Regions from separate parts of the Arachis hypogaea genome. Here region 2 is linked to region 1. A link is a contact called in public Hi-C data. All regions are on one chromosome and are shown on one strand. Each heading gives the region's core, a stretch centred on a gene start, on an enhancer-like site or on the middle of the called end of the contact. The rest is flanking DNA. Distances are from core to core; before and after follow the strand shown. Region 1 has its middle 14 kb from the start of LOC112775189. Region 2 has its middle 10 kb from the start of LOC140172884.

Region 1 (5,534 bases), core at 2,603-5,102:
TTATGATATTTATGGACATTTTTTTCAAAAACAGAAAAAAACAGGGCCTTAAAACAAATCTTTTATTACACGGATATATCCGATATCCGATCCGATCCGACCTAAAAAAACGCGGATATGGTATCCGATCCGATCCGATGGGAGCAGTGCGGATCGGATAGAATTTTAGCCTATATCCAATCCGATCCGATCCGTGTGCAGTCCTACTTATGTTGTGCAACAATACTAAATTGACTTAGACATTATCTCTATTGTGATTATTCTAGTTATGTATTTTGGCTGACTCATTTTATGTATTTTGAGCACCTTAAATACATTTATCTACTATTAATTTGGTTACAAGTACTCTTGGTAAAGTTATCATATTGCTTTTTTTGTTGCTTTTGTCAACTTGAATCACCTATCATAATGAAATTGCTAGTAGTCATATAGTGAATATAGAAAAAAATAACAATTCATTTTCATTTTCAAGGTTGTAAAACATACATATTACACATAAATTTACACATTTCTAAACAAAAAATATTCATAACACAATCTTGTTTTAATATCCTAACCTAGATCTTATAAACTAAGAACAAATTTTTTAACCATACAGTTTGCTGAATAAGACCCAAAATATAGTGCCACTGCAATTCTAAACAACAATATCAAAATAGTCCTGCATTTAGTGCTATTAGATTTCATCCTTATTCTATTCTTTGCCATCAACAATTTCATGGATTTCAACTTCTCTTCCAATCTCTTAACTTGATCCACGAATTTATTAGAACTTGTAACATCTTTAACATGAAAAGATTTCACATATTCATCCAGCTAAGTAAAGAATTTGCAGTGAGAAGTTCTAGTCTACAACAACACATGAACTTGATGCTAAGACAAGAAAGAAAAAAGAAAGAAAGAAAGAAAGAAAGAATGAATGTAAAACTGGAGAATGTCCAACTTCAATTTATATTTACCTTAAAATAGGCACACCATTAGAAGAGCCTGATTGCATTGTCCATGGTACTTAATTCAAACAATATGGCATATGTTCCGTAGTTACATGTAGGTGCTATAAATTTTTTCTTCCTCATATTCACACCTTTTCGGAAGCTACCGGTCGAGCCCAGCATCACACTTGAACCCTCGCTTTGTGCATCAGCATTCGTATCGATTTTGCTTCGTGAGTAGCAACCACCGTCTTTCCCAATGATGACTTGCATATAATAATCTCCTAATGTGACTACAACAAAGACCCAAACCCTAATTGGAAGAAGATTCAATCCAGCCTTGACGACACTATTTCTGAAACCGGGAGGGTCGATTAGTCTCAATTTGGAGGAAGACATATCCACGTAGCGGAGAAACTCCCCACTTTCTCCCATTCGATCGCAAAGTGCACTATAAGCAGCTCTATGTGTGGTTGGAGTCTGATGGGTCAATTTCACATCTTCAAGGGACGCTTTGTCCGTTCTCCAAATGGTTAGGGACCGGATTGAATATTTGCTCTATAAAATATATATATATTTTTTACCAAAGATAGGGAGACTCGAACCCGCGACCTCATAGATGAGTATGAGGAGACTATGCCATTTGAGTTATAACTCATTGGCCTCTATAAAATATTATTATTGTTTAGATAAATCGTAATGATATTTTAATATTTTATTGGTATTAAAATATAAATTAATTTGTTAATTATTTTTAATGTCTTTTATAAAGTATTTAAAATATTTTTTATTTTCATAAATAATAATATATAATATTTTTAAATTTATTTCAAAAATATATATTAAAAATAAAGTTGGACATGCTGACACGTAATGCTATTTAGGTGTGTCTAAACGTGTTTGGAGAATAATTTTTATTTTTATTAAGACACGTGTAGAACGAATGTCGATAAATGTCGTGTCTAACATGCAGACACGTGTTCGTGTTTCATATTTAGTAAATTAAAATCAAAGATAATTTTTAATAAGAATAAGTTACAAAAATGGTATTTTGTAAAAATTATTTTTCATATTTAAAATAAGTTTAATAAATATACATATATAACAAAGAATAAAAAGGTAAATAATTATTGATATATAATATTATTTAATTTTTAACGTTTCAAAGTTAAAAATACAAATATATATTTTTTTATCAAATATAAAATAAAATGTTATTTAAGAAACACAAACGTCTAAAAAATATTTTATGAAATCAACCCACAACATAGATATAAAAGTTAGGTAATGTCTAATGGAACAGTCTTACTAAGTATGGTTCTTTCATTATATTGTAGTATTAATATAGAAGAAAACAATACCTATAACAGGTTATTAATATATACCCTTACTCTTTTAGGAAATTAAATCTATCACCAAGTTATTTTAAACTGAAAAATGATCTTAGAAGTGAGTATTTATTTAAAGTAATAGATTTGGTTTATAAAATTTAGAAATTTTTATTTTATTTTTGATTTATTTATGTTGAGTAAGTATTTCGAAAAACAAATAGAACATGTTAGGAGTAAGTATTTTTAAGCCATAATGCCCTTTATTCTATGTAAAATTTTTAAATTATTATTTGGCTTAAAAAATATTAGGAGTATTATAAAAGTTTGTAATATTCTAGTAATTTAGGTAAATACTGGTTATAACTATATTTTTTTATTTTTAAATTATTATTGACTATGTAGAATATTTTTTAATGTCCTAAGTCATTAGGACATTATAAATTTTTATAGTACGCTTAACATCTTTTAAGCCATTTTTTAAAATTATTTTGTATAGAATAAAATATTTTTTTGTGGTATAATTTAAATAAATTTATTAAAAAAATTTATAAAAAAATATTCACGAGTTATTAAAAATAGACAAAAGAGTATTGTATGAAATTCGAATTGATAGCTCATTAATATTTTAAAGAAGTCTCGTAATTAAATATTTTGTTAGCTTTTTTTAATGCATTAAATAAAATATATATTTTTTAATTTTTAAATTATTAATTTTTAATAAATTATTAATTTTTTAATAAAAGAATAGACAAAATTAAATTATGAGTAATTCGAATCTGGCCAATTTAAATTATTATGTAGTGTATGTGTGTAATTCGAATCATCCTGATTCGAATAACTGTGGATGTAATTCGAATTATAGTGGGTGTGTGCGTGTAATTCAAATCAGTGCGATTCGAACTGATTTGAATTACATAAAAATGAAGTTTGAATTATGCTGATTCAAACATATATAAAATGTCTCTTAATTAATTCATAAACCAATTTTAATTTAGTTGATTTACGTAAATTTTTTATCCCTTGACTTATTTACGTGGTTTGCCCTACAAAATAAAAAGTGACGCTGGTATCTTGTAATAATCGCGCTCGTGAATATATATAGAAATAAAAAAACAATAAATAATTAATCAGATATAATAAATTGAATAAAGGTATAAAACGTCTTCAGGTAGTATTTAAGATAAAATTAGGATATTGTCTTTTTTGTTTAACTATATTTGTAATTACAAAATGCAAATTCTTTTATATGCAAGTGGCAAATTTTTAAATATATAAGGTTCCATTTTTATTTTAATCCAAGTATGAATATATATAATTAGGAGATCACGTGACGTGAGTGTAGCAGAGCGAGAGTGTGAGAGTGTGCGTGACCATATTTGTATATGCATTATTCTGTGTCCCATTTTTATAAGATATTTTCACTTGTCATGATGGCGAGTCACGTGTGGCATGCCATGGACCATGGAGCATGGACATGTGGTGTGGAAATGGAAGATGTGGAGTATGCATGCATGCATGGATGATGATGATGATGATGAGGTTTGAGTTGACCAATGGGGAGAGTGGAGCGCCAAAGAGATAGGGTCATCGGGAGAAAAGAAGGGCATGTGGGATACGCAAAAGAAAAAGGGTTAGTGACACTGTGACTGTGAGAGTAGAGAGAGAGGAGGTTGCTTCGGTTTCCCGCCAATAATGCCGACGTGGAACCCACCGCCTTCATTGGCGCCAAAACCAACCGACGGTGATGCGACACGTGTCGATAATGGGACAAGTGTCCTAGCGAGGTGGGTGAGTGGAAAGTGCTGCCGCTGCCTCCTTCTTCTTCACTCTTTTTTCTATGGGGCTATACTGATGACGTGGCTGCTAATACTTGCCGCCTATTGTGACACGTCATCCTTTCAGCGACTTACACGATGACACTCCTTGTTTCCCATGAAAGGGAGAGGGACGCTTCCCACGTGCTTTGTCTCTATACACACTACACGGTACAGTACACTGGCTCAACTTTTGTATTTCGAAAATATCTCATTCTTTATTATTCTTTTCGATAGATTCATTTTTTATGAATGAACTATTATATCTATTCACAAAAGTTAAAAACGTTGACATATCTACTCATATAAAATAAAAATTACTATTTGTACTCATAAAAAATAATTTTATAAGTAAGTCTAAAAAATTAAATAAAATTTTTAAACTACTTTTCTCTCCACCACTATCACTATCATCTTCTTTCCCTCCTCTCTCTCTCTCTTTCTCTTTCTCTTAATGTTCTGCTACAGCAAATCTTGCAGGCTCCGATGGTGCAACCAGCTCTCCCCACAGGTGGAGCATCGGACTTTCACCTCCGAAGAAGATGACACCATAATCAGAGCTCACGCTCGGTTCGGCAACAAATGGGCCATTATAACCCGACTCCTTTTCGGCAAAACCGACAATACCATTAAGAACCACTGGAACTCCCCCTCAAACGCAAGTGCGCCTCCATGGACCCCATCGACGATCCTCACTTCACACAACCACTCAAACATTCCGTTAGCGCCGGCGCCACCATAGTCGTGTCAACGGTGGTGGTGAGGTACTCGTTGCCGACGGTGATGGCGACGACGGAGATGGCGGACAGAAAGGGGAGGATGCGGATGGAGAGCCAGGAGTGTGCAGTGGAGATGTCGGAGGCTCGGAGTTGATGTTGGCGACGCGGGAGTTCTCGAGGGAGACAATGAAATCAATGGCGAAAGCTTGGAGGATTAAGGGTTAGAGTCATAGATCTTAACCTTGCTCATGAGTGTTTTCGATTAACCCTTAAAAAGTCGCAGTCTTTGAATGTGTGTGCAGAGAAAACCTAATCCATTCAGGTGGTGAAGTTAACTGCAGCGATGGCTGATGGTGATAGTGGTGGTGGTGGTGCTGTTGAGTCGCGATCGACATCGATAGGGGAGTGTGCGGCCGAAAGGGTTAGGGTGACGGCTGAGGAGGAGGGTGAGACGGTGGTATTGAGCGATAATGTGGTTGATGTTGGGATTGGGTCGCTCAGAACATTGAGAGAGAGAGAGGAGGGGGAAGAAGATGATAGTGGTAGTGGTGGAGAGAAAGGTAGTTTAGGAATTTTATTCAATTTTGTAGGGTTTGGATAATTTTGTTTGTAAAAACCATTTTTATGGATACAAATGGTAATTTTTATTTTCTATAAGTAGATATATCAGCGTTTTCAACTTTTATGGGTAGAAATGGTAGTTTACTCCTTTATGAATCCAATTGCTAATGCTCCATT
Region 2 (5,526 bases), core at 2,703-5,202, 45 kb before region 1:
ACGCTAAGGGCGAATGGGCTGACCTTGTTCCAGAATTCTTATGGGGCTACAACACGACAACTCATTCAGCAACTGGAGAGACCCCGTTCAAATTGGTGTATGGCGCAGAAGCCCTCATACCCGTAGAAGTCGGAACGCCAACCCACCGAGCTGAACTATATTATCGGAGCAGGAACAACAAAGAAAGAGCAACCGACCTAGACCTCGTGGAGGAAGAAAGAGAAATAGCGACAATAAAACAACTAGCCATGAAACAGCTCCTACAAAAACGACATAACAAAAAGGTGGTTCCCAGAATATTTGAAAGTGGGGAACTTGTCCTCAGAAAAATAGAAGAGGCAAGAAAGCCCAAAGCCCGCGGGAAGCTAGCAGTGAATTGGGAATGACCATTTCGAATCAGCAAAGTGCTCAGCAAAGGAGCATACCAACTAGAAACCCTATTAGGAGAGCCAGTATCAAGAAACTGGAATGTATCCTCCTTGAGAAAATACCTATCATAATATATGCAAAGCGGATGAAGGTACTCTTTTTCCCATTTGAGGTTTTATCTCAAGTAGGGTTTTACTCAAAGGGTTTTAACGAGGCCAAACGCCATATCTAATTTTTTCAAAGCGATTATCCACATCCTACTTCTTCAAATACCTATCCATATACAAAATTTTTACAATCAGTCTTCCGTACTTATTCTTTCAAGTATTCGCCTCGAAATATATTCAAACAAACACAGCTCAAACAAGCGGCCAAATTAGTTATGCAAAAGACGTCTAGACAAATATGAATACATATGCATATCAAAACAAAAAACAAAACCGAGCTTCATACTCGGAAAGTCTTAACAAACCAAAGAGCAAAGTCAAACAATGTTTCAAAATAACATCACAAAAAAAAATTCATAAAACCTAACAAAGTCCTCATTCTATTTTATCCCCAATACTGGAATTGTCACTCTCTTTATCAGCTTCATCATCAATCAACTCCCCATTCACAATAATCTTTGTAGCATCCAACTTGTTGACATCAACATCAGGAAACAAAAAATGGACCTGCGCAGCAGCCCGATCGAAACCCTGGGCAAAACCCTCATATACCTCACCCTCTAGCTCCTTAACACGAGCAACAAGCCGACCATTCTCAGACTTCAAAGTACCAACTTCTTCAGCAACCAACGAGTGAAGTCTTTTTTCTTCATCCAATTCAATACCCCTCTGCTTCAAAGACGAAGATAGCTCAACAATTGTCTTCTCTTTCTCTTGAAGAGAAGCAGACATCTCAGCAACATTCACAGACTCTTTTTCCTTAAACTCGATGGCAAGCTCTTGAGCCCTCCCCACAGCAACTATCCTGGCACCTACAACCTACGACCAAAAAGCAACAGTCATATAACAAAAAGAGAAATAACCACAATAAACAAAATAACTATAAATACCTGAAGAAAGCGACTGATGCCAGCTCGCCCAACCTCGTCAATCATTTTCAAGTCCTCGGGAAAGCGACACAACTAGTCAGCAAGGGTAGCAAATGGAAAAAACCTCGACCACAGCGACCTTATATTGTCATCTTCACGGTAAGCATGAAGCCGCTTCTGAGATTCATAAGTAGCTTCAACGATTGGCAAAATAGGTGAATCCCCCTCTTTGCTCTCAGCCATCTCGTCCTCCTTCTTGGCCCTCTTTCTTTTTGGCCGAGGATTTACCTCAGAAGGAATAGCAGCACCATCCTTCTTTGTGTTCGTCGACCCCTCCTTCTCTGTCTTCTTCCTCTGACTAAAAAAAGGACTTCAATCCAGCAGTAGTAATGGTCAGCGCCTTCTCAGCTGAAAGAAAAACAACAAGTCAGACGGAACTACACAACAGCACTAAAGGACATTTTCAAAACGAATTACCTAGGTAATCCAACACGGCTTCCTTATCGGTATCCCACTTTAACAATTCCGCAACAGACAATAGCCCTGCTGATTCTGACACCTCTAATAGAAACTCCAACATAATATTCTCATCAGACACCCTATCATGTACATCAAGAACCTTAACAAGGTCGGGCGACCAGGAAACAGGGAACCTTTCTTCTAAAAACTCAGTTAAGTAAAATGGAAACTCCTCCTCCACGCTCCTAACTTTCACAAACATCGTCTTGAAGTCCTTAAAAGATGATTTATAAAGGGAAAATACAGCGCAGCGAGGGTGGCTACTAAGGTTTATCCACACACCACGTCTAACACCCTTAGTCTGAAACAACGAAAAGAAGACCGCAAGGGAAGGAGGGTATTCCAGGAGATCCATCAAGTTCTCAAAAGCTCTAACAAAACCCCATGAATTAGGGTGCAACTGGAAAGGATCACAGTTCAGCCAAAATAGAACACCACACTCAAAATCGGTAAAAGGAAGACGAACCCCGAGCTCAGTAAACAAACACGAGTAACAGTAAAAGTAGGACCACCCATCAACTTTCTCACACACGCGATCGTCCCTACCACAAGGTAAAAACTCTACCCTCACATTCTGACCATCCCTAACCCACACATTAGACCCCAACGCCTTCACCGACTCCACATCACAAAACTGGGACACACAACATTTCACCTGCTCGCTTACCCAGCTACAAGGATCATCATCCACCACAACAGTCTTACCCTTTTCCATTACAAAGAGACAACAAAACAACAAGAGCAGAAAAGAAAGGGAAAAAACCAGAAGATATCAAAACCTACCTTTGCTACTCATCTTTTTCTCCGAAAAAAGCTTAAAGTGAAGAAGCAAAAAAGTAAAACTGGGGGCTCACCCAAAACAAGCCAGGTAATAAAACTACAAAGGAAACCGAAACGGTTTCTTTTTACATTCATTGATAACCGTTCCAATCTCAGCCATCTATTTATTACATCAACATCCAACGGTTACAATACCTTCGAAAGCTGAGCCATGAATTCCACATCAATCATTTCCAGTGCAGGAAACGAAGCGCTAATTAAATGCCACAAACGAACTTCCTTTCCCAACGAAAACCAAGGCAAGCTCGGGGGACAGGACTACCACTAGAAGAAAAATTTTTCGGCCGAGGTAAAGCTCAGAAGCTCGCCTTTGTTTTCTTACAACAAAGCAAGCTTGGGGGCTATGATACATAGCGTATACCTCGGCCTCCAAACCGAACATATACCTCGGATAAGGACGTTACCTAATAACAAACCCACCAAATCAGGATGAACTAAGATAAGCTCGGAGCGTAACCAACATTTCCAAACGTCATTATGATAACCTCGGAAGTTACAGAGAATCCCGCAAGATACGACAACCGAACACACTAACAACGCCTATATAAGCACATAGGTAACCTCGGAGTAAAACAGGTCACAGAACTCATTCTGATTTACTTCTCTTATTTTCTCATAACTCACATTCTTACTTGAGCGTCGGAGTGCTTTTTGCAGGTGTTCCAACTCAGCCGACGTATACCTCTTCCACCTGAGCACTGTAGCAGGCAGAAGGAGTCGTGATACCTCGGCCCTATACGTACGGAACAAATGTGAACAATGGATATGTCAGATGTTTAATTCAATAAATATGTAGATGATTATGTTCATTATTTTTAATTAGATGGTTATTTCTTTTGATTCGATTACTCATGCACAGTTAACAATGGCTGGATGTTCAATTCACTAAACGTGCAGATGGTTATTTTAATGTTAAGGTTTAGGAGGTAATTTAGGTATAGAGTATTTTTTTACTTTATTTGGTCAATTTTAAAACTCATTGTTCACATTGTTTATAAAAAGGTGAAAACTCAGGTGAAGTCGACTGCATCTGAGTTTTCACCTTATAAAAATGATTGTCTACTTAACAAAATCGAAAAAAAAATAAAATAAAATAAAAGGGAAGAATTTAAACAAACCTAAATGACTAGGCCCACTGATTCACCCCGCCTAACCAGCCCGGTGAGCTAAAGGTAGTGTAGCATTTTTGTGCATTTGAGTATTATGTGTTTGGATACATGTTACAAAAAACTAAAAGGGACAGCCCATGTTCCTTTAGATTTTGGGGGCTTTTTAGGCTTTTTAATTATTAAAAATATTTGAAAAAACTATGAAGTAGTTTGTTGATTAGTCAGTAAATTTTTAAATAGATAAAAATTTATCCTTAATCCATAAGGATAAGAGGATACTGTAAAAAACAAGAAAAAAAAAACAAAAATAAACTAGTCTATCAATCCGTGCCAAAAAAGGATGAACTAAAATTTAAGATTTAAAATTTTAAAATTTAAATTTATATAACAAAATGAGGTTTGACAGGCCTAGTTTTATGGGAGACTTTAGCATAGTAGATTGACCTGATTTGTCACGCGCCCTAGGTTTGTCGGTAATTTGTTGTCCATGGCGCGATGTATTTCATATTGAAGAGGACAATTTTATTTACAAGTAGCAAAAAAATATTAGTTAAAAATAGTTAAAATTTATTTTATTTGATATTTATTAATTATTATAATAATTAATAAATATTATAAATATTAAATAAAATAAGTTTTGTTTTTTTTTTAGTATTATCGTTTTATTTATTTATGTTATAAATATACATATTTTAATTTAGATTTCTTATTTATTGAGAAAAAATGAAGAAATTTTGTGATGAATGAACCATGAGTGCCGAACCTATTTTTGAAGTTGGAAAGAGGAAGACGAGATTTTATTTTAATATTGTTTTTTCTTGGGTATTATTGAAGATGTTTTTTTCAGTTGTTTATGCTCTTTAATTTGTTATTATAAAAAAAAGTTCAAATGTAATTCTTCGTATAATGGCGTAGCTCAAGTCTTGTCATGCTAGACATATTAAAACAACATAGTTTGCGTTTTGGCGCTAAAGAATGCACTAAACGACGACAACAATACTAAAACGTTATACCCCTTTCTTTTAATATTGTTCAAATCCTGAAATGATATCATTTAGTGCTCTTTTAGCGTCAAAACGTGTAAAATGTCGTTTTAATATGTTCAACATGGCAAGACTTGAGCTATCTCACTAACGGCGTTGAGAATGGACTATATTGGTAAAAGTCTAGAGAATTAAATTGTAGCAATTGAAAAGTCAGAGATCAAATGTGCAACTCGTCAATTTTAAATACCAAAGTGGAGTTTAACTCCTCTAATATTGTAGAAGAAGTGCATGTTCTTTTAATATATAGTTTTTAATTAAATTATTTATAGACCACTAAAACATCAAAACATCCTTGGAGCACCATGACATTCACCTCATAAAGTTGACTATATTTTTTTGGTGACTATAAAGTTGACTATATATTATTCTATTAGTGCGGCCTCTTCCAATGGAAATATATAAATAGTATTTGTTTCGCCCTTGCTTATATAGTGTAGTTGATGCTCCCTAACAGCTACTAAATGTGACAGTCACTTCTCACTAGTCATTGGCATGACTCGCTCAGATCCTGCATATATTGCTCACGAATCTTATAATAAATCATGTTTTTATGTAACATAATTTAAGGATTATTGTTGAATATTTTGCCATCCCTTGATTCATTGTC

The links. A called contact is a pair of places that touch in the nucleus more often than the background predicts.
Region 2: a contact with region 1 is called in a Hi-C map of leaf, with 5 times the contacts expected there. The contact joins two enhancer-like sites. A contact is called at or near these places in 2 of 8 Hi-C or Micro-C datasets (leaf and an unstated tissue).

The regions. Positions count from the first base shown.
Region 1 is chr19:155,342,694-155,348,227 of arahy.Tifrunner.gnm2.J5K5, reverse strand. No RefSeq gene overlaps it. Among protein-coding and RNA genes, the nearest start is that of LOC112775189, 14 kb to the right of the region's middle. Within about 2 kb of position 3,852, at least 2 of the 3 cell types and tissues checked have open chromatin away from gene starts, as enhancers often do.
Region 2 is chr19:155,387,492-155,393,017 of arahy.Tifrunner.gnm2.J5K5, reverse strand. No RefSeq gene overlaps it. Among protein-coding and RNA genes, the nearest start is that of LOC140172884, 10 kb to the right of the region's middle. Within about 2 kb of position 3,952, at least 2 of the 3 cell types and tissues checked have open chromatin away from gene starts, as enhancers often do.